Linked DNA regions of Sus scrofa: region 2 is linked to region 1. The links are chromatin contacts, called in public HiChIP or PLAC-seq maps. All regions are on one chromosome and are shown on one strand. Each heading gives the region's core, a stretch centred on a gene start, on an enhancer-like site or on the middle of the called end of the contact. The rest is flanking DNA. Distances are from core to core; before and after follow the strand shown. Region 1 holds the start of MRPL15 (mitochondrial ribosomal protein L15). Region 2 holds the start of PCMTD1 (protein-L-isoaspartate O-methyltransferase domain-containing protein 1).

Region 1 (4,114 bases), core at 1,310-3,809:
AGGGTTTTCTTAGTGTGATTTAAACAGGGGCTAGCACAACACTTCAAGCATGCGGATGCTTAATAAATATTATCCTGGAGTTCCCATTGTGGTTTGATTAAGAACCCGAACCTGAATAGTATCCAATACCAGCCTTAGTGGGCTAAGGATCCAGTGTTGCTACAAGCTGGTGGAGTAGGTCGAAGATGCAGCTTGGATTCGACCCCTAGCCTGGGAACTTCCATATGCTACAAGCGTGGCCCTAAAAAATAAAATTATCCTGCATTAATAACAATGATGTAAAACTTCTATAGGCTTAAAGGTCGATGACTTACTCACCACACACCCTTAATTTACATTCTTACAACAGAGATGAGACTCACCAAATTATTTTGACTGCTTTATAAGCTAGGGCAACATGCTGCATTACTGGATAAACAAACAGGTAGCCTACAATTAACTGCGAACTATTATTATTCCCACTATTAACCTATGCCCACCAATAACATTATACAACCTAGCCAACAAAGAAAATCTACTTCCTGGAAGTCAGCACGCTGTTTTATATATCCTGTATCTCTTTTATCCAATAAAATTTTTCAATGATAAAAAAATTATTGGCGTTAACACTCACCCAGGAGCTCATTACTTAGTACAATGATTTTCTGATTAAGGGGAAATATGGTGTGTCTTTCTGTAGGCAGTATTTTGCAACATGTTTTGCAATTTTCTTCCCAGAAGTATGAAATTTTTAACAAAAAGATGATGAAATATATTGAATTGAAAACACTTAAAGGCAGGACCTAGCTTCTATTTTTTTCCACCATATTTTTTCTACACTTTTAAATAGAGTCTGGACTTTATCTTCATATCGTTTTATAGAACTCACATATCTGTATTTTTCTTGATTTGTGTTATTAGAGCTATAAGAGGCTTACTTTTTTTTTTAACTTTTAAAAAATACTCAATTTTGGAAAGTCTCCTCTACCTCATTTCAAACAATCTGGGAGCAAGATCTTGTTTGACTTTATCTTTGTACGTTTTTCAGTAACAAGTTCAGTATCTTGCTCATAAATATTGCTTAAATAAAGGAGAGAATGCAAACTCTTCTTTTTTGGCAGTTTTTTTATACTTGATTTAAAATGACTTCTTAAAGGTTTAAAAATAGATGTAGTGGAGTTCCTGTTGTGGCAATGAATCCAACTAATATCCATGAGGACGCAGTTCGATCCCTGGCCTCACTCAGTGGGTTAAGGATCTGGTGTTGCTGTGAGCTGTAGTGCAGGTTGCAGACTCAGCTTGGATCTGGTGTTGCTGTGGCTGTGGTATAGGCTGGCAGCTATAACTCCAATTTGACCCCTAGCCTGAGAACTTCCATATGCCATAGATGCGGCCTTAAAAAAAAAAAAGGAAGTAGCTGTGCTCCACAAAGTTATTTCTTACTTACACTAACAGGAACAGCAGGAACAACACCCCAGACAGTGAAACAAAAAAAAAAAAAAAAAAAAAAAAAAAAATTAGAAGAAAAAGAAAGAAGCATGGTCTATATTACACTCACTTAAGACAAAAATAGGGAAGCTCATATTTTATTCAGTGAAAATGTTACGTATTTTGTGCTGCAGATATTCAGCTTCATGTTATAAAAAAATATTACTTATGTAATAGGAGCCAAAGTACAAATCTTGTCTCTGCGGCTTGCTGAGATCTTAGTCCAACTACCAACCCTGCCAAGTCTGTCAAAGGTGATAAAACATCTACCCCACGAGGAGTTGTTTAGTTGAACAAAATGAGGCTGAATCAGCACGTGACTGACATACCAAGCACTCAGCCTGGCTCCTTCATTATTAACAGCTTTTGAGTTAGTATCTCAGTGACTCAGTCAAAGCATAACAGAGGCACTCAGACTGGATGCAGGGTTTTGAGTCTTTTTCACAGTTGCTACTAGCCAGCCATTGCAATACCTAGACCTCAGGTATTCTTATCTCACTGGTGCCAACTAAAAATTGGCACTAGCCATCTGTCTCTCCTAGGATTGTTAGTAGCCACTGCAGCTGCTGAGCTTCAACACATACTGAAAGCATGGAGATCAGAAATGTGCTCTGGGAAAAACTGGCAGAACAACTTTCACATAGATATTTTCGGGGGATTTTATGAACCCAAATTTTTACATCTCCTGTCTAGAAAAGCCGTAAAGTCATTAACCATGGTATTTGTTCCTGATGACTAGCAGGAAACGTCTGCCAAAACGTGTGCTTGATTGCACGTACCCCCTTCACTAAAATCGTATACACTGACCTTCCCCCTACCTCTTCAAAGCAGTTCCTCAGAGGTCCCTGAAACGCTGTTTCCCAGACTTTATAGTCATTTTGCCCCAAATAAAACTTAACTTCCAACCTTTACATTGCACAACTTTTTTTCAGGCCATAGTGTATACAACTGGCCCAGCGCAAGCTAGTGCTTCAGCGTCCAGGTGATCTTATTCTGCACTCCACCTGGAGCTCAGAGACAGCCCTGCTTCTAAGGACCAGACGTTGTGACAGCACAGGCCAGGGACTCCTACACACAGCGTTTTCAGTGCCTGCCTGGTGCAGCGCAAGAGAACGCTGCACATTCAGAGCCGGGGTCGGGGCACGACCTCTCGAAATAGCCCAGCCCCAACCAACTGAAAACAAAGCCGGATCACGCCGCTACGAGGTAGACATGGGGAGACACGTGCTGCCTCCAACGCGGAGCCGGCTCCCGGTGTGCCCCGCGGCAAGCGGCGCAGCGGACTGACAGCACGACAGGGGCGGTGCCGCGGCCGTAAAGCAGCGTCCCAGATCACGTGGATCGGCGCCCTTGCGGCTTTTGCGGCACGGGTTATGGGCGGCCCCGTGCAGGGCGGTGGGCCCCGGGCCCTGGACCTGCTGCGAGCCCTTCCCCGTGTGAGTCTGGCCAACCTGAAGCCGAACCCGGGCTCCAGGAAACCGGTAAGGCTGCGGATGTCGGCGCGGTGGCGGGGTCCTGAGGGTTGTGAGTCCATAGGCTCTGGGAGGAGGGAGGGGCTGCCGGGCCCCAGGTCTCCTTGAGTGACGTGGGAAAACCTGACCACGTGGTTTCAGTTCTCTGCAAGGTTCGGGTTTAAGAGCATAATTATTTTACTATCGAGGAGCGAAATCGCAGGAGTTAAAAACGACTGTCTCGTTAAGACGGGTTTTAATGAAGTTTTTTCCATTGTGTCTTTATCTTTATAGGAAAGATACTATGTTCGATGTTTCTTCTGTAAATCTCTGAGCTGTTAGTGGACGTACTGTCACTTTAAGAACTCCTTGATTTCGTGAAGTGACAGGAAATTAAGTTAAATAAAATACTATATATGGGCAACAGTGGCATATTTACAATTAATTTCAAAATAAATGCACTTGAATATTACATAAATTTTGCTAGTCGTGGATGTTTAATTCTAGAATTTTCTTCAATTCCCGCCTGTCATAGAATCCTTTTTCTCATCTCATTCTTGGAACTTTGCCTTTGAAACACAACTTGGTTGCAAGAATCAGCTACGTCTTCAGAGGCAAAGCTGTTAGTGTTGAGTATTTGGATTTCAGGGCAGCCAGGATGGTGTCTGGAACCTTGTAAATTTGGCTATTGCTAGCTGGTTGGATGAATGAAGGGCATAACCAAAAGATACAGCACAAAGGTGAAATATGATTTAAACAGATGCGTGTGTGGATCATAAAACATTCCTCTTTCCTTGTAGGAAAGACGACCAAGAGGTCGGAGAAGAGGCAGAAAATGTGGCAGAGGCCACAAGGGAGAACGGCAGAGAGGAACCCGGCCCCGATTGGGCTTTGAGGGAGGCCAGACTCCATTCTACCTTCGAATCCCAAAATATGGCTTTAATGAAGGACATAGGTAACTTTGCTTTGCTTCTCAACCTGAAAATCTCTAATTCTTACTGAGAATCACCTAAAAATAGCTTGGTAGAAATTTAAATCCACTTGAAGCAAACTTGCTCCTGTTGCTGTGACCCACTTTTGGTAATGAAACTTAGCCTGATTTAGTAGGGAAAAAAAAGCCAGACTTTGCACTCAGACCTGCCAAATGGAGATACTTACAGAGCCTGCTCTTGAGGTTGTTTAGCACAACAATATAT
Region 2 (4,276 bases), core at 1,484-3,983, 1.0 Mb before region 1:
ACCTCATCTAAAAAGAGTGTCACACTATCCTTTATTTTTCAGTGCATGCAATTATATTCATATCTGTTACTTTGCAGGAACATTTCCAAGCCGAAAAGGAGAAGGGAATTCTAAGATCACTAATTTTGTAGAGTAATTTACATTAACGAGGGGCAGCACAGCAGAGCACAAAGCAGGCTCTTGGATTAAGCACACCTGAGTCTAAGGTAACCCCCACCAAAAATGCAAAAAGGTATTAATCTCCATTTAAAAACCCATGTCACCTATGTTGTGAGGAACACCTAAGAAAAAGCATTGTTACCAGTGGCGACAACTAAAATGCCATGGATGTTTTTGACTTCTCAACACAGTTCCCCAAATAATAAAATGCCACACAACTGGGCCTGAGATTTCAGGTTCTGCATTGTTTGTGATTACCTCACTCAGCTGTCTTCCCTGGAAGCTAGCACCAACATGAACACACAGCACATTTTTAATAAATACAGGTCAATGATTAAATCAGCAAGGCCTCCAGCTCTTCTGCACTCAAAAATATCAAATGTAACAGAGATTTCCTAGCTTTGTCCTATTGGATAATAAGCAGTTAGCATCATCTTACCACTTAATGGTTCATTTCCTATGGTTTACTATCAAAACACTTTTTACCTGTCTGAAATACAAATTCTGTGGGCTACTGTTTTCAACTTTAACTCTTCTTCATGCACAGGCCATCTCACATTTGAGGGACTTGATTTGTTTTCAGCTGACCATATGGAATTTAAGTTTACTCTGAAAAATGCACTTAAAAAAACAAATAATAAACTATTTTAGCAATCTGCTTTACAAAGTCATCCAAGCCTCATGTAAGCTACCATGAAGCTCTGTGTAAACATATTACTCAACTTCCTAATATGTAAGTATCGCCAACTGGCCTTAGACATTCTGAACATTTTACCAACGTTATGTTTCCGTGTTAGTTTGTAGACCCTATTAAAAGCTATTTAAGGGAGTTCCCACTGTGGCTCATGGTAAGGAACCATCCATGAGGACACGGGTTTGACCCCTGGCTTCGTTCAGTGTGTTAAGAATCTGGAGTCACTGTGAGCTGTGGTGTAGGTCCCAGAAGCAGCGTGGATGTGGCAGTGGAGGTTGGGGCAGCTGAGGCTCTGATTCTACCCCTAGCCTGGAACTTCCATATGCCATGGGTGTGGCTCTAAAAAGACAAATAAATAAATAAATGCTATTTAAAAGTCAAAAGATCATAGAAATATTGAAGACGATGTTCAGCAATAAAATATAGCTCTGCGGTTTTTAAAAAGAATGAGACGTAATAAAACGGACAAATATCCGTGAGTATTGTTGGCCAATAAAAACTATATGCTATACATGATCCCAATTTTGCTTTTAAAATATACTTATAACATGCACAGAAATATCCTTCATGGCCTAACACCACACTTTAATACTGGTTAGCCAGGGTAGTAAGATGGGATGAAATGGGGCGGGGAGAGAGGGGGAGCAAACTGCATTGCTGGGCTGCTGCTTAGTTTTTTCTTAAAGAGCCATGTAATACTTTGTGCAAAAATAAAAAATAAACTGGGAGAAAAAAAAAACTGTTGGTAAAACCGTACTTTCTCCTCTATACCCCAATTTTTCTAGTATGTAATTTCAAAAATATACTCAGGACCTCTCAATTTTAAAAAGAGGACAGGCGAAAACACAGCACTGGACGGAGGCGGGGAAGCCTCATATTAGCAAAATCACCCCTGGGTCCTGTCTACGCCGGCGTTTGAAGCCCCAAGAAGGCCCGCCCGCCCTTAAACAGCAGGAAACGCTCCGACAGAAACACCGAAAGTGAGCAAACGCCAGCGCCGCGCCAGCCCCTGAAACCCCGCCAGGCGCCGCGCCGAGGCTCCCGGGCCGACGTGGGCCGGGCTCCTCCTCCAGCCGCAAACAACAACAAAGTCACAGGGCGAGGGCAGGCCAGAGCCCCAGCGCCGCCCCTCTACCCCCAGCAGCCCAGGACCCGACTTCCTCCAGACCCCCGGTTCTCCTGACCTCCCAGCCCCCTCTACGCCCCTGGACCGCCGGCCCAGACCCCCAGCCCCTCGACCCCTTAGACGCCCTCGCCCCCAGACTCCCTCGACTCCGGCCCCCCAGCCGCCAGGCCCAAACCCCCCGTCCCCTCGACCCCTTGGAGCCCGCCCCCCGGCTCCCAGACTCCCCCCGACCCCCTCGACACCCCCCCCCCAGCCGCCAGGCCCAGACGCCCCCAGTCCCCTCGACCTCTGGCCCCCTCAACCCCCCTCAGACACCGGGCCCGGATCCCTCCGACACCTTGGACCCCCCAGACCCCCGCCCCCTCAGCCGCCCAGCCCGACCTCTGGGCCCCCCAGCCCCGCGACCCCCGCGACCCTCTCCGGCCCCTGGGACCCCGACCTCTCGGCCCGGCCCCTGCCCCAACCCGCGGGCGGCGGCGTTACCTGCGGCGAGGCGGTCTGCCGGCCCTCCGCGGCGGGCGCAGGTGAGGCGCTGGGACTTGGCGGGCTCCGCCGCAGCCGGCGCCGCCGCCGCCACAACAACACGTCCTCCTCCTCCGCCGCCGCCGCCGCCACCGCCGCCACCGCAGGGGGGAGGGGCGGGGCCCGGACGCGGGCTGAGGAAGCCCGAGCGCCGCGGCCTCGGAGCCGTCGGAGACCGGGCATGCGCGGACGGCGGCGGGTGCGTGGGTCGCGCGCGAGGACGCCGAAGTCAACAAGGCCAGGGGCCGCCCCATCCGGCTCCGCCCCTTGGGGCGCCCCGCCCCCAGGCCCAAACAACGCGAGGTCTTGACGCGGCCCGGGGTCCTGAGGCCGCGAGAGACTCCGCGAGAGCAGGCTCTCCGCTCCCGCAGCCGCGGGTGTGGATGATCGAATAGCCTTCCTGGTTTGTTGTGTTCGCGTTCGCCACGGAGCCGAGGCCTGTCCCCGGCCTTGAGCGGCTCTGCCGGCGTGTGGGCGCCTGTCTGTCGGTCAGCGCGGGCCACTCATTCCTCGACCGGCGGCGGGCCCGGGAGCCGAGCCCGGGGTTGCCGCGCCGGGTGCACGTCCAAGCGTTGGGCCTGTGGTTTCTTGGGCTGCGGTTTGCAGACGAGCTCAAGTGAGGCGGCCTAGCTGGCGAGCTGCCTCCGGTGAACGCGTTGGCTAGAAAGCCCGGGGCGCTGTTTCCCACCAAGCTGACTGTGTGCAGAAGTGGTTAAATCACATGCTCTTCACGAAGAACCTGCAAGCAGGGTCAGGGCTGACATCGCCAGGGAAGAGCTTGCAAACCAGAGCAAAACTGCTAAGGTTGTCTGCGGTCCAGGTCAGCGATTTTATTTGCACCAAATGGAATATGAATGCAAATCAGGTGGACGTTCAACTCTGAGCTGCAGAATTTCTCCATGGGCCATCGCCCTTGGTCCTTGGGTTCCTTGCCCCCCCCCCCCCCAGCGTGGTCTCAGGGCACCCTAACCGGTGGAGTCAAGTAACAGTCATAAAGGGTTCGCTTGCTGCCATCCCAGGCAGAGATTTGAGCACATGAAAACCTTACCATAAGCTAAATAAGAAAAAATGGCCAGGGTAGAAAAGTAGCTAAAATCATTAAACAACTGCTGCACTCTTGATCCTCTTTCTTCCTCTTCATTTCTTGTATTTTCTTTACTCTCTCCATCCTGCTATAGGAATTTTTCAGAGTTTGAGACCTTTTTTCTCACAACTGCATGAAAGTTGACCACAGGTCATTTTTTAGTAAGACTGCTAGTAAGTACTAGGTTAATAAACAGGACCAAGTGCTGTGGGCGAGTAGTTCAACAGGAAAGCAGCCGCAACCCAGCATCTTCCTGGGGTTTTCCTCCTTCAGCCCTTTTCTCATTGTTCCTCCATTTAGCACCTTTCATGGATAATTTTAAATTATTCCATCATCTGGAATTACTTAGAGATTTATTTAGACTGATTAATTTAGATGCCTACAAGATAGTTTATACCTAGAGTTCTTGGTGCATTGTTGCAGCAAGTCTGGTCCTGGCAACAGGAAAGTAATACTTGCTCTGATAACTTTATTATTCATACCAACTTGCTGCGATTTTAATATTAAGCAAAAAAATAGCCAGAGTGAATACTTTGTGACTACAGAATGCTTTGCAGAGAGGAACGTTGTAATTTCCACACATAAAGCATTCAACAGATGCTTGTCGAGCTAAATTTAGAATACAAACTACTGTCACCATCCTAGAAGTTGACATTTTCCAAAGTCTTGGCTAGAGTTGTTGCATGTTTTC

Evidence for each region. HiChIP or PLAC-seq counts read pairs in DNA pulled down with a chosen protein or histone mark.
Region 2: a contact with region 1 is called in an H3K27ac HiChIP or PLAC-seq map of alveolar macrophages. The contact joins the promoter of PCMTD1 here to the promoter of MRPL15 in region 1. A contact is called at or near these places in 1 of 5 promoter capture datasets (liver) and 1 of 2 datasets of contacts at active chromatin or transcription factors (alveolar macrophages).

Annotation. Positions count from the first base shown.
Region 1 is chr4:77,074,267-77,078,380 of Sscrofa11.1, reverse strand. It overlaps MRPL15 (mitochondrial ribosomal protein L15), which reads left to right and starts at 2,559. Exons shown (of 5, transcript NM_001243528.1): 1 at 2,559-2,948; 2 at 3,719-3,873. The coding sequence starts at 2,841.
Region 2 is chr4:78,097,478-78,101,753 of Sscrofa11.1, reverse strand. It overlaps PCMTD1 (protein-L-isoaspartate O-methyltransferase domain-containing protein 1), which reads right to left and starts at 2,733. Exons shown (of 6, transcript XM_021089409.1): 1 at 2,463-2,733.